Regions from separate parts of the Mus musculus genome. Here all the other regions are linked to region 7. Evidence: chromatin contacts called from public promoter capture Hi-C data. All regions are on one chromosome and are shown on one strand. Each heading gives the region's core, a stretch centred on a gene start, on an enhancer-like site or on the middle of the called end of the contact. The rest is flanking DNA. Distances are from core to core; before and after follow the strand shown. Region 1 holds the start of Ap2s1 (adaptor-related protein complex 2, sigma 1 subunit). Region 2 has its middle 20 kb from the start of Slc1a5. Region 3 holds the start of Strn4 (striatin, calmodulin binding protein 4). Region 4 holds the start of Napa (N-ethylmaleimide sensitive fusion protein attachment protein alpha). Region 5 overlaps Sae1 (SUMO1 activating enzyme subunit 1). Region 6 holds the start of Dact3 (dishevelled-binding antagonist of beta-catenin 3). Region 7 holds the start of Dmpk (dystrophia myotonica-protein kinase).

What was found. Promoter capture Hi-C pulls out the DNA fragments that hold promoters and counts their contacts. Capture Hi-C pulls out chosen DNA fragments and counts their contacts.
Region 1: a promoter capture Hi-C map of liver shows a contact between it and region 7, with 6 times the contacts expected there. The contact joins the promoter of Ap2s1 here to the promoter of Dmpk in region 7. A contact is called at or near these places in 6 of 39 promoter capture datasets (cranial neural crest, embryonic stem cells, liver and 2 more), 5 of 115 datasets of contacts at active chromatin or transcription factors (astrocytes, embryonic stem cells, kidney and 1 more) and 2 of 9 other capture datasets (embryonic stem cells and liver).
Region 2: a contact with region 7 is called in a promoter capture Hi-C map of stem cell-derived epiblast-like cells, with 5 times the contacts expected there. The contact joins the enhancer-like site here to the promoter of Dmpk in region 7. A contact is called at or near these places in 5 of 39 promoter capture datasets (the C10 cell line, cranial neural crest, hippocampal neurons and 2 more) and 1 of 115 datasets of contacts at active chromatin or transcription factors (embryonic stem cells).
Region 3: a promoter capture Hi-C map of embryonic stem cells shows a contact between it and region 7, with 6 times the contacts expected there. The contact joins the promoter of Strn4 here to the promoter of Dmpk in region 7. A contact is called at or near these places in 9 of 39 promoter capture datasets (cranial neural crest, embryonic stem cells, hematopoietic stem and progenitor cells and 5 more), 6 of 115 datasets of contacts at active chromatin or transcription factors (embryonic hindbrain, embryonic stem cells, forebrain and 1 more) and 1 of 9 other capture datasets (embryonic stem cells).
Region 4: a promoter capture Hi-C map of second pharyngeal arch cranial neural crest shows a contact between it and region 7. The contact joins the promoter of Napa here to the promoter of Dmpk in region 7. A contact is called at or near these places in 7 of 39 promoter capture datasets (cranial neural crest, embryonic stem cells, hippocampal neurons and 3 more), 2 of 115 datasets of contacts at active chromatin or transcription factors (astrocytes and embryonic forebrain) and 1 of 9 other capture datasets (liver).
Region 5: a contact with region 7 is called in a promoter capture Hi-C map of liver, with 4 times the contacts expected there. The contact joins the enhancer-like site here to the promoter of Dmpk in region 7. A contact is called at or near these places in 5 of 39 promoter capture datasets (cranial neural crest, hippocampal neurons, liver and 2 more) and 1 of 9 other capture datasets (liver).
Region 6: a promoter capture Hi-C map of liver shows a contact between it and region 7, with 3 times the contacts expected there. The contact joins the promoter of Dact3 here to the promoter of Dmpk in region 7. A contact is called at or near these places in 11 of 39 promoter capture datasets (the C10 cell line, cranial neural crest, embryonic stem cells and 4 more), 5 of 115 datasets of contacts at active chromatin or transcription factors (astrocytes, cardiomyocytes, embryonic stem cells and 1 more) and 1 of 9 other capture datasets (liver).

Annotation. Positions count from the first base shown.
Region 1 is chr7:16,737,153-16,739,852 of GRCm38.p6, reverse strand. Ap2s1 (adaptor-related protein complex 2, sigma 1 subunit) reads right to left here and starts at 1,409. Exons shown (of 5, transcript NM_198613.2): 1 at 1,315-1,409. The coding sequence starts at 1,317.
Region 2 is chr7:16,760,325-16,763,024 of GRCm38.p6, reverse strand. No RefSeq gene overlaps it. Among named protein-coding and RNA genes, the nearest start is that of Slc1a5, 20 kb to the left of the region's middle. Within about 2 kb of position 1,289, at least 73 of the 459 cell types and tissues checked have an H3K27ac peak or open chromatin away from gene starts, as enhancers often do.
Region 3 is chr7:16,814,476-16,817,175 of GRCm38.p6, reverse strand. Strn4 (striatin, calmodulin binding protein 4) reads right to left here and starts at 1,287. Exons shown (of 18, transcript NM_133789.3): 1 at 542-1,287. The coding sequence starts at 823. It overlaps Fkrp (fukutin related protein), which reads left to right and starts at 444. Exons shown (of 3, transcript NM_173430.2): 1 at 444-476; 2 at 2,050-2,112.
Region 4 is chr7:16,097,135-16,099,834 of GRCm38.p6, reverse strand. Napa (N-ethylmaleimide sensitive fusion protein attachment protein alpha) reads right to left here and starts at 1,255. Exons shown (of 11, transcript NM_025898.4): 1 at 1,061-1,255. The coding sequence starts at 1,158.
Region 5 is chr7:16,363,198-16,365,897 of GRCm38.p6, reverse strand. All of the region lies in intron 5 of Sae1 (SUMO1 activating enzyme subunit 1), which reads left to right. Among named protein-coding and RNA genes, the nearest start is that of Sae1, 23 kb to the left of the region's middle. Within about 2 kb of position 1,322, at least 149 of the 459 cell types and tissues checked have an H3K27ac peak or open chromatin away from gene starts, as enhancers often do. A contact at or near this core is called in liver and stem cell-derived epiblast-like cells, where this site is marked.
Region 6 is chr7:16,874,000-16,876,699 of GRCm38.p6, reverse strand. It overlaps Dact3 (dishevelled-binding antagonist of beta-catenin 3), which reads right to left and starts at 1,383. Exons shown (of 4, transcript NM_001081655.1): 1 at 1,027-1,383. The coding sequence starts at 1,275. 9330104G04Rik (RIKEN cDNA 9330104G04 gene) reads left to right here and starts at 1,814. Exons shown (of 2, transcript NR_152128.1): 1 at 1,814-2,488.
Region 7 is chr7:19,082,575-19,085,274 of GRCm38.p6, reverse strand. It overlaps Dmpk (dystrophia myotonica-protein kinase), which reads right to left and starts at 1,417. Exons shown (of 15, transcript NM_001379257.1): 1 at 1,121-1,417. The coding sequence starts at 1,280. Dmwd (dystrophia myotonica-containing WD repeat motif) reads right to left here. Exons shown (of 5, transcript NM_010058.2): 5 at 2,500-2,700.

The sequences.
Region 1 (2,700 bases), core at 160-2,659, 2.3 Mb after region 7:
GAAAGCAGAGCTAGTTCCTCCAAGTCTTTACCCTGAGCCCTGGATTCTTTACTGGCTTCCATGGTCTTTCCCGAGCCTCATTCTTCCCTCAACCTATCTGCCTTATTCAACCTAAGCAGAAAACCACAAACAGGATGTTACATGCCCCTTCCAAGAACTACTTCTGCTGAGCCAGGGAAACCCAGGAAGGGAAGGGGGTGGGCACAGGAGCAGAAGGGAAGAACAGCTGGAAGCAAGGCTGAGTTAAGCCCTCTGTGTCCTACCCCACTTCAACCAATACTTCTTTCTGTTTCCCTCAATGAGAATCGTTTCACTCCTGGGAACACATCTGAGCAGCCCCTAGTCCCTACATCCATCCCTCTGCTGTACCCTCAGGGAGCCTCCCGACCACCTCCCCACATTGTTCGTTGTAACCTCCATCCCCCTGACCCCAGCACCTTTGGCCCCGACTCCGGGAAGCTTCACCTGTCCTTCATTACAAGCACCCCTTCTCCCTGTCCAAGGCTGGCCTCCCTTTTTACAAAGGTCGCATCGAACCTCCAAGACCTCTACTCACCTCCTGTTCTGACATCCCCCTCCCAAGTCTTCTTCTCCAAGTCCCTATCCAAAGAACTCTTAGTTCCAAAAGGCCCGTCTTGGAGGTGGAGGTTCCCCTAAATCCAGTGCTCAGCCCTTCTCCCAAAGCTCCCCCTCCTCAAATGTGACGCCTCCAAGTCTACTCTGCACCCCGGACCTCTCCTCTGTGGAACATTCTGTTCAGTTGCTCCCCATTTTCTTCTAGAATCCACTTTCTACTGCTACAGCCCTCTCTCCTCTTGCAGCAGCCTAACTCTAATCCTACAGGGGCTAACTTCCGGCCTCCAGGGTCCTCTTCTTCCCCTGGAGAGCATCTACCCTGGCCATATCCAATTTGCCCCAACACTAGCTCTCCTTAAAACCAGCTCCTTCCTTCTCATAAGGAACCCTCTCTACCCTGTCTGTAGAGTCTCTGGTTCTTTTCCATCATCCCTTCCTCATCTCCAATATCTTCTCCCGCCTCTGTGGTTTCAAAATCACCCCCAAATGTCTCCCACCAAGGCAGTCCCTCCCCTGGACACTCCTTCCCCTCCAAATCCTTTGCTTGGAACCACAAGCACACCCCGCAGCGCAGCATCCAGCCCCTGATCCCCATTCCTGACCCCAATCCCGAGAACCCGCGCCCGGCCCGGATCATCCGCAGCAGGAGGAAGCTTGTCACCTCCAAACCGAAACCCCGGGGACCGTACGTGAACCACCCCCCTCTGCCTGTCCCCGGTACGACGCTCCCCCCGTTACCATGGCGACCCCTGTCTGGACCCCAGAGGCCCGGGTCCCGCTGTAACAGGGCGGCTCCGGCTCTGCTTGCAGTTGTGGGGCCCAGGGCTAGAACTGACTTCCGGCAGGAGAACCCGCCTTCCTTCTCGGGCACGGCCCTCTGGGAGTTGTAGTTTAAACGCACGCGTTGGCAAGGGTGGCCCCGGTCTAACGCCTTCCCAGCATGCTCTGCGACTGCCCTTTTTCCTATCAAGAGACCTAGTCGCCAAATGCGAGTACCAAATGCATTGTGGATGAAGGACTCTGAATAAGGACAATTTCCATAGGTTAAAAGTAGACTGAGTGAGCGTTGCATTTCGGGAAATGTGGTTCTAGTGCTCCTCGATCCCAAAGCTACCAGCAAGGACATGCTGGGAATAGTAGTTTTTTCTTTTCAACTTTGCTTTAAATTATAACATATAATGTGCTTTGATAATATTTCCCCATTATTATTAGCTTACTTCTTTCTCCTCCACCAAAACCCTTTCTTCCCCAAAGTGTTCCTTTTTTCATGTATGTTTTTCTTGCGGAGCGTGTGACCCACGGCATTGATCTGGGGTTGCGGATGTGAGCGTTACTTACTTGGGCATGGGCATCTTTTAACAGAATACACTACTGGGAATATGACCCTCGCACCCTCGGCGACTGGTTTTTAATTTTTTGCTTATTTTATGTATTTGAGTTCTCACCTGCATGTAGGTAAGTCTATAGTATGCCTGCAGTGTCCACAGAGGTGGAAGACAGCATAAGAACCTAGGAACTGGAGTTTGGGAGCCGAATCTGCTAGAGTAGCAAAAGCTCTTAAACACTGAGTCTTCTCTCCAGCATCTCAATCCGTGCCCACCTGTGGTGAAATGCTGATGGGCCTGGTCTCCTACAGGCCTTGAGCAGTAACTCCCAGCTGCTGTAAGGTTTGGCATCATCTCTGTCACGTTCAGAAGGCATGTTTCACTCTTCCCTCCAGTGATTTTTTTTTTCCTTTAAACTCGGGTTTTAAAAAAATATTTATTATATGTAAGTACACTGTAGCTGTACTCAGATACTCCAGAAGAGAGCATCAGATTTCGTTACCAATGGTTGTGAGTCACCATGTGGTTGCTGGGATTTGAACTCAGGACCTTTGGAAGAGCAGTTGGTGCTCTTAACCGCTGAGCCATCTCACCAGCCCCTAAGCTCAGGGTTTTATGTATCCCGGACTGGCCTAGGACTAGCCTTGTAGGGGAGGATCAGTTGGAGTCCTGATCCTGCAGCTTCTGCCACCAAAGGGGCTACAGTATAGGCATATGCCACCACACCAGTCTTAGGAAAAGTAGGTTATTTTATTTTATTTTACTTTTGAGACATGGTTTCTTATGTAGTCCTGGCTGT
Region 2 (2,700 bases), core at 40-2,539, 2.3 Mb after region 7:
CTACTGACTTCCAGGCAGCTAGGAGGAGGGTCTCAAAACCCATGCCCATAGTGACACACTTCCTCCAACAAGGCCACACCTCCTAATAGTGCCACTCCCTGGGCCAAGCATATTCAAACCACCACAACCACTATCCACTACACCTACTTATTGGACCCAAGGCTGTGTGAAGGTGAGGTTAGCTTTCTGTGAAGACTGAGGTCTAAGGACAACTTGTTCAGACTGGTTCTTTCCTTCCACCATGAGGATCAAACAGGTCATCAGCCTTGGGATCTATTGCCTTTACTCAATAAACCACCTTGCCAGCCCATATTGTGTTTAAATCAGGAACTTATGGCACCAAGATTGGCTTTGAACTCCTGATTCTCCTGCTTCAACCTCCCAACTACTGGTATAGCAGACGTATGTATGCCACCATGTCTGACTCAAATGCACCCTTTTTATTTTATTTATTTTAATTTAATTAAAGTTATTTATTTTAGCCAGGTAGTGCTAAGGCATACCTTTAATCCCAGCTCGGGAGTTAGAGGTATGTGGATCTCAGTGAGTTCAAGGCCAGCTTGGTCTACATAGCTAGTTTCAGAACAGCCAGGGCTATACAGAGAAACCCTGTCTTGAAGAAAAAGAAGAGGAAAAAAAAGAAAAGAGGAGGGGAGAGGAGAAGAGAGGAGAGGAGAGGAGAGGAGAGGAGAGGAGAGGAGAGGAGAGGAGAGGAGAGGAGAGAAGAGAAGAGAAGAGAAGAGAAGAGAAGAGAAGAGAAGAGAAGAGAAGAGAAGAGAAGAGAAGAGAAGAGATGGAAGGAAAAGATCCTTATTTTATTTTGTGTGGTGGGTGTTTTGTTAGATCCCCTAGAACTGGAATTACTGATAGACGGTTGTGAGCTGCTGTGTAGGCGCTGGTCCTCTGTAAGAGCAGCAAGTGTTCTTAACTGCTGAGCCATCTCTCCAACCCAGGAATCCACTCTTAAGTAAGAAAACGGTGAGCTTTAGGGCCTGTGAGTGTCCTAAGTAGAACTTTCTCTGCGTGTGCTTACATAATGTCTACTTTGAGAACAAACACAGGCGCTGGGACCCTGGACTAGGCCTGATCCAGGTATGCAGGCTCTGCCCTTCCCTACCGGTGGCCCTCTGAGCTTCCTGCAGGGAGGCCCAGCCTGCTGGGGGTCTCTGATGTGGGCACTTCAGAGCCTCAACCTCTAGCCCACAGCCTATCCAGCTGGAGCCTGGAGTCCTCCCAAGAGAGCCTTTGAGGATGGGATAAAACAGGCTGGGGTACCTCCTGGGAAGAGCCTCAGGGCACGGAAGAAGGGAAAGAGAGAGAGAGGTGGAATTTCACTACCTCTTCCTGTCCGGTGCAGGCCATGTGCCTTCAATGATCAATTCCCATGTGTTCTATTAAAGTGTTCTATAAAAGTACCAGCCTAAGGGGTCCTGTCAGAGAATAGAAGGGGGGGGGGGAGAGAGAGAGAGAGAGAGAGAGAGAGAGAGAGAGAGAGAGAGAGAGAGAGAGAGAGAGAGAGAGAGAGAGTCCTGAAGAAGGAGGGGGCGGCTGGAGCAAAGAATGACCCCGCCTCGAGGGCAGTGGAGGCTGCCAAGCTTCCTCAACTTGTTCCAGAAGGTCCTGTAATGGAATGTTCTCCAAGCAGCCCATAGAAGGCTCTGGGGAGCAAGGGCTGTCCCTCAGGCTGTGCCTCTGGAAACGGCTGAAGTCTCTCAAAAGGGCATACAGATCCCCCTCCATCCCAGAGTAAAAAGATCCCCTAACATTCCAGCCGCCTCCAAGTGTCCTGTGTGGGTGAAAGCTGTGCGTGCCCCAGGGTGTGCGATGGGGGCCCTGGCCCACAGCACCCCTCAGCTTTCCCAGCATGCCCTTCTCCGTGGCTCCTACCCTTCCAACTTTTCCTCCCTGCTCTGTCTAACCTTTCTTCCTCCCGCCTTCCTCCTTCCCCCACTTTCTTTCGCAAAGCTTTTCTGGGGGTAGGGGTGGAAACAGACATGCAGCTGGATCTCTGTTCAGCCAGGTTTGTGCTGAGTTCCAGGAGAGCCAGAAGTACATAATGAGACTTATTTATCAAAAAATTATTGCCGCCCCCCGCCCCCCAACACACACACACAGGATTTCCTGCACACCAAGCAAGTGCTCTACCAACTAAGCTGCATTCCCAGCTCTTTTTTTTTTTTTTTTTTTTTTTTTTTTTTTTTTGGTTTTTTGAGACAGGGTTTCTCTGCGTAGCCCTGGCTGTCCTGGAACTCACTTTGTAGACCAGGCTGGCCTCGAAATTTGTCTGCCTCTGCCTCTCTAGTGCTGAGATTAAAGGCGTGCACCACCACCATCCCCAGCTCTTTTCAGAGAAAACGTCTTGTGGCATCGAGGTTGGCTTCAGATTTGAAACCATTCTCTCACCCCAGAGTCCCAAGGGCTTAGGGTAACCAACACGCACTACCAAGCCCAGATTTCTTCTGCTTTCCAGTCTGCTCCTTGTCCTTCTGTCAACCAGACCTCCCTCCCCAGCTGGGCGTGGTCCTCATCACCTCCCCTCCCCCCGCCCCCTCCGTCCTGAGCCTCTTAGCAAACACTGTTTCCCCTGCCACACCTCCCTCCCCACCTACTGGCCTACCATGATTGCTTCTGCACATTTCACCTCTGTGGCCTGACTTCCGCTCTCCTCAGGCAACTTACCAAGAGAGAAAGCAGAGCTTG
Region 3 (2,700 bases), core at 38-2,537, 2.3 Mb after region 7:
ACCCCTTCCTATCAAGCTTCCTCCCACCTTTCAATTGCTCCGGGCCAGCCACTCCCCCAAGGTACCCCATGCCAGCTTCCAGTCTTCCTCTCTTCACTCCCTGCACCCAGTGGATGTTAAGAGTGTGTCACCCCACTAGACATCTAGTCCATTCCACCCTGACAGCCAGCATCTGGTTAGGATCCGGAGGCGAGGCGTGGCATATTTATTCGCGCAGACCCCATCCACTTTCTCAGCACTCTGTCCCCCGGGAACCCCGAGTCGCATCGCCCAGACAGGCTCTCTGGGCTTGGGCTCGTCACTCCCACTCGCGGCTCCCGGCAGACTCGGCCCTGCTCAGATCCTCTGACCGGTCCCGGCCCGCGTCCGCCCCGAGGCCCCGAGGACCCCGCCGCCGGCCCGTCGCCGGCCCTGCCCGCCCCCTCCCGGCCGTCCCGGCGGCCATTGCTCCAAGATGGCGGCGGCGGCGGCGGCGGGTGAGGCGAGGCCGGGCCGGGCAGGACTGGGGCGGGGAGCGCGGGAGGGCAGCGGTGGCGCTCACCTGCAGCTCGGCGCGCTCGGCCTCCCAGCGGGCCTTCTCGGCTTCGAAGCGTGCCCACTCGTGTTGGATAAAGTGCAGGATCCCCGGCAGGCTGAGGGGCTCCGGGCCCGCCGTAGGGCCCGGGCTGCCTCCGCCGCCACCTCCTTTTCCTACCGGGCCGGGCCCAGGAGCAGGGCTGGAGGCCGGGGCCGCCGCCGTCGGGTTGGGAGCCGTGCCCGAGCCCAGAGGGCGGCAGGAGGAGGCGGCCGATGCGACCGCGGCGGCCGCTCGCTCCTCCATCATGGAGGCCCCGGGGCCGGCCCGCGCGCCCGCTGTACCTCGCGCGCCTGCGCGGACGCGCAGCTTCACACTTCTACACCCCCGCCTCGTGTGCGCGCGCGCGCGCGCTGGGCGGGCGAGGGGAGCGGGGACAAGCACGGGGCTGGGCGCGAGCCTCGCCCACCCACCCGGGTCGACCCCGGTGGTGCGCGCGGGCGGGGGTGCTGACAGGGAGGGGGAGGGACTGCCTCTACGTAGGCAAAGGACCCAGGGTCCCTCGCAATTGTCTCCTTTGCGGTCGAGAGACCAGACCGGACTTTTTTTTCTGCATTCTCCCCAATGTCAGAGTCCTATCCCCTCCAAATGCAAATACACCCCCATCTCTTTCACTTAGTGAAGAAAAAAAAAACAAAAAACAAAAAAGACGACCTGGGGTGGGGAGTGGGCTCTGACCAGAGGAAGTCGGTTGTCATAATAACCCTATCCAATCTGGAGGCCCCTTCCCAGTTTGCATATGTGGAGTCCCAAACCTCTACTATCATTGCACTAGGAGGAGGTTGCTAAGGTAACCCAAGTCCCTGGTGGTTCTTCTGACCCTATCCTCATCAGTTACTATAGCAACCTCCCCTCACCTAGAGCTCAGGTAGAAAAAAGGCCCAGCCCCAAAGACATTCCTCTAAGAGGAATGCCTCTGTCCCACTCCTCCCCCAGCCAACCCAGTTGCCATTACCATGGTAACCATCTCCCCTTCCCTTATGGAAAGTCCATGGATAAACCAACCAGGTGTTTTTATTTAGAAGACAAGTGCTGCTGTGGGACAGTTGCTATGGTTACAGGGCCTGGACCATTTCCAGGGAGATGAGAAACAGTTAAATCCATGCCCTGGTTACTATAACAGGGCAATCTCCCACAGTCTGATGATCCTAGCAATCAGGTCCTGTAAGATAGGGGATGTTTAGGATTAGCTCCAAAGGATGCATGAGTCTAGAGAAGAGGTTGTCATGGTAACAGTTGCTGTCACTTCTGCCCTTCTGGACACCATCATGGAAGAGGGATAGTTATAGCTTACAATTGATGACTCCTACCCACCACATCACTCCTGAGACGACTGAAGTGGTAACCAGGCTTATGGACTTCAAATAGACAAAAGAGTCTGTGACTTCATTAGCTACTTTCACGGGCGGGTAGAATGAAATTGCACTTTGTTGGGAGGGGCTGGCTCATTTGATGCTTTCTGGTTCCTCCCTCAGCAGGGCAGATGACCCAAGGTGAAACCACTCTTCTTGATCACCCTCAGCCTGAAACCTAGGGAGGTAAGAGTCCCTGGATGTCACAGTAATCACATGGGTAACTGCCCTTTCTATGTCCTTAAAGGCTTTCCTGAATGGGTCTCCTTTTTGTACCTACTGTGATTGAAAAGGCTAAGGCTAATTCCAAGTGATGCATACGCTTAGATTTTTTTCATGTGTTTGTTTATTGTGTGCATGTGCATGTGTGGAAGTCAGAGGCTGAGTTGCCGGAGTTGATTCTTTCCTTGTATTGTTTGGGTTCTGGAGACTAAACTCAGGTCTGCCTTGGTATCAAGAACCTGCTGGGCCATCTTTAAACACTGTTTTGTTGTTGTTGTTGTTGTTGTTGTTGTTGTTTTTCTGACAGTCTCATGTAGCCCAGGCTGGCCTCAAACTCAAGCAGTGGTCAAGGATGACCTTGAATTTTCAATCCTCCTGCCTCCACCTCCCAAGTGCTGGGAATACAAGCATTTAACATCAGACTCAGCGTATATAATGTGTGGGGGAAGAAATGGAAAGCTAGTATGAGCTCAGATTCACTCTCTTCCCTGACCACTTTTCCTAGGCAAGGCCCCATGTTACTCACTCCTGCTCCCGGCTGGTCTCCTACCT
Region 4 (2,700 bases), core at 6-2,505, 3.0 Mb after region 7:
TTCATCCTCTCCCTCCCCTTCATGTCTTTCTGTCCTCACCCAGCTTATAACAGTCTCTCCCAGAGCTTTCCCCAACTTCCTGGTTGTCTTCTGTATCCTTCCATCCTTGCTTTGGAGGCTTCTGATTTTGTGTCCTACCCCTGCACAGCTCTTCCTCAACACCTGCCTGGACCTTTCCCCAGTGTTCCTCTCTGCCTGTTCCTTCAAGAGCTTTGCCTGCTGCCATGTAGTGTCGTCTCCCCCTACCCCCTCCTATATCCCAAGGCTCTGGCCCTCTCCCCAGACCCCTCAAGCACTCCAATTCCTACCATCTTGGTTTCCCCATCAGCATCTTACACTCTCTGAGTCTGCTTCTTCCTGCCTGATGAGCCTTTCAGAGGGCCAGACTCAATTCTGAGCACAGTACACATAGTTTATACTCATAACAAACTTCTGCAGTTAGTTTTTACCAACAAGCCCTTTCAGAGAGACCTACTCCCTTAAGATAAAGAAACCTCGGAATCGCATCCCAAGCATGGGTTCTGCTGCTCCTAAGTTAATATGGCTGAAGATGGCAAACTTGCATAAACTTTGTGTGAGGTATTTGCCACCTCCTGGGTGTGTTCAGACTCCAGACTTGAGGACCACCTAGTAGGCGGTGGTCCTACCACCCTAATGATTCTCTTGTGTGCCTCATCCTCCCATCACCATTGTCTTGGCTAAAACCAGTGTCACTGTCCATTCATGCTTGTTCCCCAAGCACAAGTCTCCACCTCTCAGTCCAGGCCTCGCCATCAGTCACTCTTAGCAGGGCCCCACTCACCCTCACACCTCGTACTCCGGCTCATCATGCCCAAGGACGCCCCAGCCCGGGTCCCCTCGGTCTGGTGTCCTCACCCCGGCAGCCTGGGCCGCACAGATCCACGGGCACCGGCCTGGGAAAGGCGCGGCCACCAGTCAGCGGGTGTCGTCAGCCATAGGGCCACGGCCAGGGCCTGCAAGGCCGCTGAGGGGCTCCCAAAGTGCAGAGCAGAAGAGCCCGCTCTTCCCCGCCTTGGGCCCAGCCTCGCCCATTGCTCACCCAAAGAGGCCGGAGAAGAAGGACTGCGAGTTCTTCACCTTGCGCTCCGCTTCAGCCAGCAGCGCCATAGCCTCAGCCTGCTTCCCGGAGTTGTCCATGACGTCGCGCAGCTGCTCGGCTCAGGCCCGACACAGCCTGGCGACGACTCACAGGCCCCGGACACCGCGCACTCAGCGGAGCTCCGCCCGCTGCGTTGACGTCACCCAGGCCTGCCACCCCACGTGAACCCTGCGAACCAACCAGTGGGCTCAAGCTGCGAGGCACTCTCCTCCCGGCACGCCCCCTCCGGCTACCGCACTCAGCACCTTGACCCCCCCCCCCCCAACACGTGAGCACACGCCGCTAGCCTCCTGGAACCCCCACAAGCGCATTGCCACGTGACACCAAATAAGCCAATCATAAGCCCGAACCGCCAAGAGCCCACCGCCCCCAAAGCGCGACCTTTGACTCCCTCCAACCAATCAGCAGGCTCTATAGACTTGTTCTGCCACGCCTCGGCGGAACTGGGTCACACTAATCACCTGACCAGTGTCGCGGCGCTCATGTGACGCCTCTAGGTTCATGCTCCAGGTTTGACTGACCCAGCAGTTTAGCTCCGCCTCCTGTTTCGCTTTACGTCATAGTCACTTGGGAAAAAACTGTGCAGTGAAAACGAACCTTCTTACTCCCTCTGGCGATCGTCTCTAGAATTGGCTTGGGGAATCCAGAAGGTCTCCATTTCTAGCTGGATGGCTCAGCTGCTAAAGGCATTTGCTACCAAGTTTAACAACCATATTCCTATTCCTGGGACCCACATAGTAGAAGGTGAGAACTAGCTCCTCCAAATTGTTCTCTAACCTACACACACAATGCCTTTAGGGAGTATCTTGCAGTGCCACACACAGAATGTCACTAGATACTCAGTCCCATGTAAAAAGCTGGGTGTGTCAGCGGGCACCTGTAACAGGAATGGGTGGGTGGGAGACAGGCATATGCCTGGAGCTTGCTGGCCAGCCAGTCTGGCAGAATCAATGAGTTCCAGGGCCAGAGAGAGACCTGGTTTCGAAAACTAAGGTGCAGAACAACTGAAGAAGACTCCTGACATCAACCTCTGGCCTACACACACACACACACACACACACACACACACACACACAGTTAAAAATTAGTGGAAAAGTCTAAATAAAGCATGGACAGTCAGTTATTGACAGTGGTTCAGTATCTGTACTAAATACACTATGCTATAGTAAGAGCAACATCTTACTATAGGACAGAAACTGCTATGTGGGAACTAGCATAGGCTAGTTTTCTGTAAATCTACAGTTATTCTAAAGGTCAGTCCCCAGGGCCCTGCCCACAGTGATTCCAATCCCTATAGTGTGCTGTGGTGCAGGAATCTGTATCTCTTCTTTACTGAACTTCGCTGATTAGCAGGGAACATTTGAGGAAAGTGTTATGTGAGTTGGGTGTTGGGGACAGGAAAAGGCAAAAGACATCTTCCTCTGACCCTTTCCCATTGAACACTTCCCCAAATGTACCTGTGCTCATCATGACTGTACACTGACCTCAGAGCTGGTGAGTCTGGATGGCCACAAGCAGATATGGTTCCACTTCCATTTGCTGCAACGTGTCATCCTTTTGGAGCAATGAGCTATGCAGCA
Region 5 (2,700 bases), core at 73-2,572, 2.7 Mb after region 7:
AAGAAAATCTTGTACTAGGGAAAGCAATTTGAAGTGGCTGGTATTGGTTTCACAAAACTGAGAAATAATGGGACCAAACCCATATTTAAGGAAAGCCGTTGGTTGGAACATTCATTTAAAGTTTCATTGAGGGTTAGAGGTTCTGTGCAGGTTCCACAGCACTGGGACTAAGTTTTCTAGCAAGACAAAACTGCATTTTCTGTCCCTTACTTTTGTGTTTGTGTTGGGATAGCTTTATCTGTGAGCCTGATGCCGAGGAATTATTAAGCTCTAATTTTAGTGTCTATTCACAGGACTGTAATTACCCGGAGTGAACAAACCTGGAGTCCTTTCTTTTTGAGGCCCAGTCAGGCTTTCTCTGCTGGGTTGCCTGAGTTTGGTGGGGAGAGACATTGTTAACAAATGGAGGAACACAAAAGGAGCTTTGTGGGCGGCTCTGTCAGTTTATAAATCACACCCTCTTACAAGTGTGACACTTGGCCCTGGTGTGAAGGGTTTTATGGCTTAAGGGCCTTCTCTGATTGAGGCCCACATTTTGCATTCATATGGAAAAAGCCCTTGCTTTGTTAGCCATTCACAGCTGGAAGTTTCCCTGGAATCCCTTCTGATGATGCCCACTAGGGTGGATATGGAAGCTTCATTTGGGAGCCACTTTTCTGTCACTATGAGGAGAATGTGGGGACCCCAGGCCAGTACTTGGCAGTCTTGGTGTGCCATTCCTGAGCGCTCTGCCGGCACTTTGCCCTTTGTGCAATGTCTTCCTTACAGAGGGCAGAAATTGAAGATATCAAAATATTCCCCAGCTGACATTGTTAGTCAGCTGTTACAATGGGACTATTCAGCTGGGATTCCAACCCTGAGCTCTTGAGGGCGCACAGCATGCAGCACATTCCTTCTGACAATCCCCTGGATTCCAGACCTTGGCTTTGTGTCTCACCAAGAACACAGGGCAAGGACAGGGTGTGGCAGTGTTTGGCCTTGTGGCTTTGCCACCTGGTAGTAACAACTTCTCTATTTGGAGAGAGAGGGCCTTGGGATTTTATTTTACTTATTTATAATTTTTTTGAGTGTGTCAGTCCTGGCTGACCTGGAACTCAGAATGAAGACCAGGCTCACCCAATATCTTCCTGACACCAGGCCAAGTGGCCCTGTGATTTTGAAGTTTTGTCTAGTTAAATTCCTTCACCCAGATTTTAAGGTTTCCTAAATTGTACAGAATAAGTAGTTGGGTTCTATTCAGATTGCAAGATGGGGTGAGGGAAGCAGCTACTTCCTGTTTCCTGTGAAAGGTGTCTGTCAGAGTCCCCCTCTCCTCCCACTTGTCCTAGGTTCAATCAGTTGTTGTAAAACCACTTTGGGTTCAAGGTACATGGTGTGCTCCTAAATTAGAAACATCAGAAAACAAAGAGGAAAAACAGAGCTTGTGGTTTTCACACATCTAGGAAGTTGGGTCTTTTTAACACACGTAAGCCTGTGATAAATAGGGCAGTAGGAGAGGCCCAACTGGAGGCAGCTGGCACTTGGGTTTGTTAGCATCTTTTTGGTACTTTGGTTTTTAAGTTGCATGTGTTTACTTTGTGTGTGTCTGTGTCTGGGGCCTGTTAAGTATTACAGGCAGTTCTTTTACCACTGAGGTACAACTCCATGTACCCTTTAGAGTTTAGTTCCTGGGCTGGTTGGATGGGTAAAGGGACTTGTCACCCAACCACATCATCCAAGTTCAGGACACACATGGTGGGAGAATCAGCTCTTAGAAGTTGGCCCCTGACCTCTGTGAATGTATGTGTACACACACAATAAATGAATAAATAAATGTGCTTTTAAAATACTAGGTTTTAGTCGTTGAGATTAGGAAAGTTTTGTTTATTGCCTTATTCTTAGGCCAGCGCTTAGCACATAGTCAGGAAATAAAGTTCAGTGTAATGGCATTTCCTGCAGCAGAAAATGACCACCCTGAAGGAGATCTTTGTCGTTTTAAACCTACATCATGGAATTAACTGTGGGATGAACTAAATGACTTAGCTTTACAGCACATTAGTTTTCATAGATCAGTTACTTGATCTGAGAGAACAGAATTCCAAAGATAAGAAACTTGCTCAGAGCTGAGCAGTGGGGGTGCACGCCTTGAATCCCAGCACTTGGGAGGCAGAGGCAGGTGGATTTCTGAGTTTGAGGCCAGCCTGGTCTACAAAGTGAGTTCCAGGAAAGCCAGGGCTATACAGAGAAACCCTGTCTTAAAAAAAAAAAAAAACCCCAAAAACAAAACAACAACAAAAAAAAAAACCAAACAAACAAAAAATAGATTGCTTGGTTTAGAGCTGCTGTCGCCAACTTTTTCAGGTGTCGAATGACTTGACAGGCTGGCTGTTGAAAAACACAGATATTTACATTATGACTAGTAACAGTAGCCAAATTATAGTTCAGAAGTAGCAAAGTAGTAGTTATATGGCCAGACAGTCATGTGCACACCTTTAATCTCAGCACTGGGGAAGCAGAGGCAGGCAGATCCCTTGAGTTCAACAACAGCCTGGTCCACAGAGCTGAGATCCAGGTCTGCCAAGGCTCCTCAGAGAAACCCTGTCTTGAAAACAGAGAGGGAGAGGGAGAGAGAGAGAGAATATTTTCTGGCTGGCTGGCACAGTCTGAGGAAGGCTTGCAGCATTAGGAAGGTTGATGACTTAGAGACAGGAAACGCACTGG
Region 6 (2,700 bases), core at 134-2,633, 2.2 Mb after region 7:
CACACACATGTACACACATAGAGGCTTAGGTACCGGGATGGGATGGGCCAGGGGAGTGGGCTGGGGGAAGGGAAGAGAGATGGAGACAGACATTAGGCAGAAAAACATTGAGGCCTAGAGACAGACCACGACCCCATTTCTAATCTCCTCTGTTTTTGGAAGCTTTACAGGTCTTGGAAGACCATAGAGACAGAGACTGTGTTAAGGAAATGAAACAGAGATGCTGGGGTATGGAAAGGTTGGAGCAACAACCGGAAAGGGTCTCCAGACTCAAGGAGTGATGTAGGGAGGGAGAAAGAGCTGGAGCCTTTTCAATTTGAAAGTCATCATTAGAGTTCCTCGGCGAATCATACTCTCTCTCCCCTCACTCCCTAGCTATCTTCACCTGGCCTCCCCGTGTTACTGAGCCATGGGACCAAGTAGAAGAAAGAAGTGTCATTGGGTTGATCAAAATGCCCCCGGGGGTCCTCAGGGACTGTTCGGGGGTTTCTCAGCAGCCGGTCTCTCTCTCCAGAGGCCTGAAGATTCCCCTTCCCCCACCCCGCCCCCTCCAGGGATCTCCAAGCACCCCGAGACTTAAGGAAAGATGAAGATGGATTCCGGGTAGCGGGGCCCAGAGGGAGGTTATGTTTGAATGCCGGCTGTGTGACCTTGGGTGAGTCTCTTCCTGTCTCTAAGCCTCAGTTTTTTTCTCTGTAAAATGGGGACTTTCAAACCCTCATGAAATAGGAAATCTGTAAGAAGACGAATGTTTGGTTTAACACACACTAGGCATCCAGGACGGTTAACAGGGTCCATGCTGAGTCCAACGGAGGCCGTGCATCCTCCCTATCAGCTCTATTTGGGGGTAGGAAAAGCCAGGTCTCCAGTCTTATCTCTTTCCCCCTGCCTGCTCCCCTACCCTAGGACCGGTGTGCTGAGCATACACTACCAAGACAGACAGACGGACACAGGAGCAGGGAGGTGGGGGAACGAATGGGGGAGGGAGGAATGCATGGATGGACGCACGGACAGGCGACCCCTCACCAGCTGCTCCTCCAGGGCTGCTGCGGCCCTGCGCGCCGCTGCCGCATCCTCGTCCTCCTCGGCGTCCTCCTCGTCCTCAGCCTCGGCGCCCCCCATCCCGGGCTGGGCCAGCCGCAGCGCCTGCTGCACGCGGTACTCCTGCCTCTCTCGGAGCCAATGCAACTCGCAGAGCCCGGCCAGGCTGCCTTCCAACCATCCCCGCAGCCGACCCCGCTCCGGGCTCACCGGGAACGAGAAGGCCCGGATCATGGCTGCGGCCCCCCGCCCCAGCCCGGCCGGGCCCCACGGCCGCCCCTCTCGCCGGTCCCACCTCCCCGCCCCAGCAGCCCGCCCGCCCGCTGGCCGGGCTGTCACCGTCTCATCTGCATAGGCGCCCGCCCATTGGGCCGCCCACCCGCGCCTCATCTACATGACCACGCCCCTGAAGGCACGACAACGACCTACTATTGGTTGTTGCCTTCCGTGACGCAGGGCTCCGCCCCGCCCCATTTTTCCTTAACAACGCATGCCCAGGACTACCTACGGGGGTATCAGACTCGCCACGCCCCTTTGTGCGGCGATCCTGGGGCTGTGGCCACGCCTTCTTTATAATCACAATGAAGCAAGCCCGCCCTTGCTCCAATTTCATTGGTGCCAGTCGCTTGGTTCTGGAGCTGGTTCCGCCCCCTTGCGGGCGAGCGCTGGCTGCCATTGGGCTCTCCAGGTCCAGGGAAGGGTGGTCTATAAATAGAGACTGGATCCACGTGACAGCTCCGCAGCTGCTCTTGCCGCCCCTCCCAAACTTTCAGCTTCTGAGTCTGCGCAGAAGGATCATCAGTGATGATTGAATCCGGATCACGCCTCCTCTTCCAGGCAGCTTTCCCAGACCCTCAGAAGTAAAGCGGATTGAACATCTTACGGTTTGATTATGCTTTTAAGCAGGACCTGTTCAAACCGGCTCTGTAATTCCATCATAGGGGAGGCTGAACCAGGAGGAGAATTGAGAGTTCAAGGCCAGCCTAAACTACATAGTGAATTTCAAGCTAGTTTGGATTACACAGCGAGTTTCTGTCTCATCAAAACAGCACATTTACGGAATTACAAGACCCTGGGTGAAATATTCTATGCTTTGACCAGAAGAGAATCTGAGGTCTTTTTTGTCTTCCAGGTGCGGTGGAGCTGAGTTCCACCAGTCTGAGCTCGCAGGGGCCTTTGTTCACGGTTCTAAGAGGCTTTGTTCTCAGTCTTCTGAGATGCTCTGTTCTCAACGTTCTGAAGTTCTAAATCTGAGCCTGCCTGCTTTCGAAGGCTGCATTCTGCCTCTTCTCACTGGGCAAGCCGGGCTAGCGCCCCCTCACGCGGCCAGCATGTGTCACTACACCCGGTGTGTCGGCAACGTTTGTGAAATAGCCCATTTCTCAGACGGACCTTTGACTCCTTAAAAGCTCAGATCTGGAAGGGAGGATGGGGCCGTAGAATCGCGGTGAGTTCGAGGCCAATCTGGGCTAACTATGACAGCCTGTCATTGAAAGAAAAATATAGTGTGAAACTGTCTTTTATAATGTTTTATGATCATCTGGCAATAACCAACTTTGATGTGGTGAGTCTATGCCACTTTAAGGCAGAGTAACACTAGGAAACGTATTTGGTCTCTCTGTGCTCTTCATCTACATCTAAAAAAAAGTTATTCTGAAC
Region 7 (2,700 bases), core at 168-2,667:
AGCGGGAACCCAGGCCCCCTCCCCCGCCCAGGCCTGGCAGGGGAGGGGCCCACAGGATGCTGCTCAGGCCACAAAAGGACTGCTCCTTCCCAGAGGGTCAGACCCCCTGCCCCCACCCCAGTTCTCAGTTTACCCTGCCAGCCCAAACCCCATCCTTCAAAAGAAAGGTTGAGGGAGACACTAAAGACTGGAGAGGAGAAAAAGTCTTTCACAGGCTTAGCAGTCTAACCGATGGCCTCAACCTTTCCATCTGTGAAACGGGGGAGGAGGGGAGAATGCACTAGGGTCACACACATGGGCAGACAGCCAAGAATCAAGACCTGGACCCTTAATAATAGGCACAGAGCAACAAAACAGGTCGTTACTTGTAAGGAAGCTGGGGTAAGCTGGAGCTTTGGCTCAATGTTGGGCAGGAGCAGATAAGGCTCCAAGCTTGTCCACTAGGCCTGAGAAGACCTCTGGGGAAGGGCATTTAAGTCAGCAGAGGAATTAGAGGTCTTGAGCTAGAACCACAAAAGCAGATGAGAAGCCAGGAGGGATGACCAATCTGGCCCACAAAGGCTGGGCGGGATCAGAGTGCTAGGGATGGGCACACTCAGAAGCTGAAGTTGTTCCTTCCTCTTAATTTGGGGAACAGAAAGGGTGCTCGGTGGCGCCTGTCTGCCGGGCTGGTTCTCCCCCAGGGCCTCTGTGAGTCACAGTGCCCTCATAGCTCCTGGACACCTGTCAGGGCAGCTGGGGAGGCAGACGCCAAACACCTGCCTATGGGCCACACCCTGGCAGCTGCCCCACGCTGTCCCTCCCCACACTCTGGGAAACTGGGGAGGGCTATGAAGCCAGTTTGAGGAGCCAAGGGTCCTAAAAGAGAAAGCTGCCAGGTCCTAGTGTGGGTGCTGAGATAGCAGGAGGCTATGCCCACCCCAGCCTGCACTGGCTGAGTCATAGGTGGCCTCACTGACCCTGGTGCCTCACCAGGGGAGCTTGGGGTCAGGTCATGAGCTCTGCTTGGCTCCCTTACAAAAAGCCCTTTCCAGGCCCTCCTGCCCCTCCATAGCCCATTCTTGCCCTGTAGACCCACCTCTGCCTTGCACCCAACCCCAGGCTTCCTATCCATACTCACCCCACTGCAAGAAGTCGGCCACATACTTGTCCTGGGCTAGGTGAGAGGCACCCAGCTCCTGGTGGACGCCCAGGAGAAGGTCGAGCAGGGGCTCCAGTCCCAGGAAGCCTGGGTCCAGCACCAGCTGCTGGAGCTGCCTCAGCCGCACTTCGGCTGACATGTTGGGCAGGCAACACCATGGCCCCTCCCCGGGCCGGAGCTCGGGGTCTTCCCGTCACAGGGCCTGGCTGCCCCTGTCCAGGCCCCAGAACCCTAGCTGCATGTCTGCCCGTCCCTGACTATCCCTTGGGTCTCTCTGGCCAGTTCTATGCTTAAGGCCTCCTCCTCTTTTCTCCACCCCTTGGCCCAGCCCCCCTCCCGCCTCCCAGTTTTTAACCCCTCCTGAGCCAACACCCCAACTCCCTTCTTCCAGGGCCCCTCAAAACTCTTCAGAGCCCAATGTCAGGGGACAGAGTAATACTCCAGGGTTGCCCCCCCCCATTGACTCTACCCACCCATAAAGAGAGCACAGGGAGTTACAGGTGGGAGGTGTCAGTGCCCAGGAGAGCCAGTCTATAGACTCAGAGCTGGGAGGGGTTGGGGGAAAGGGCTGATGCCTGGGCAACAGGGGGTGAGGGGGTAGTGGGGGGGGCAAAGGCCAGGGGCAGCTTCTTCGTGACTCAGCAATGGATTCCGACTTTGGGACAGTTAAATTTAGCCCCTGTGCCTGCTGTATTACCCGCCCCCCCATTTTTTGGCAGGAGGTAGAAGGAAGATCAGGAGAGAGTTTGCTCAGCCGCCAGGGCCAGGGGTGACCTGCTGGCCCCAGCCTGGGGGAGGCAAGTGGTGGATCCAGGCCCTCCTTAAGCAAAAGAGAACCCCAAAATAGCTCCTTGGCCACAGGCCGGGGCAGCCACATTCCTGCCTGGGCTAGGATTAGAGACAGAAACATTTTAGGGGTTGAGGGCGGAGCTGCCTGGACAGCAAGCCAGGCGACAAGTTAGCTTCTTTCTAGGGTGGCCAGTTCTCTGGGGAGGAAATCATGACCTCCAGCTGGCACTAGATGGCCAGTCATAAATGGGCCAGGGGCAGCAGACTGCAAAGGCATGTTCAGAGGAGGCAGGGAGTGCAGTCAATTCCAGCATCCTCCTCTCCCCAAGGAGAGCATGCTTGGATAGTCCTGGTGTTTAAAACAAGTTTCAAACATCTCCAAGGACCTAGTAGGAAGGCCATCTCAGCCTCTTGACTTTGGGGGTCGAGACTCATCTTTCAGAGGGCTCTCTGCTCGGGGCTAGGGATGGGGAAACAGCTAAGATTGGGCTTCCTTTGGTCAGAGCACAGCTTGGAGGCCAAGTACTGCAACCCCCACCCTACCCTGCCCCAGGGAACAGAAACACTGTGCAAACAAGGACTTTAGTATAAATAAGAGGTCCAGGGGAACAAGGAGGGCCCTCAGGGCTTCCATAATTTAACACTTTCAAAATCACAGACCATAGCAAGGGGTGGAGTTTGGGCAGGAGTGGGGATGGCCCCTGCCCTGCCCTCTCACCCAGGGGTACTGTGGGCTAAGTCTCTCCCAGGAGTGAACAGTCACATGCTGG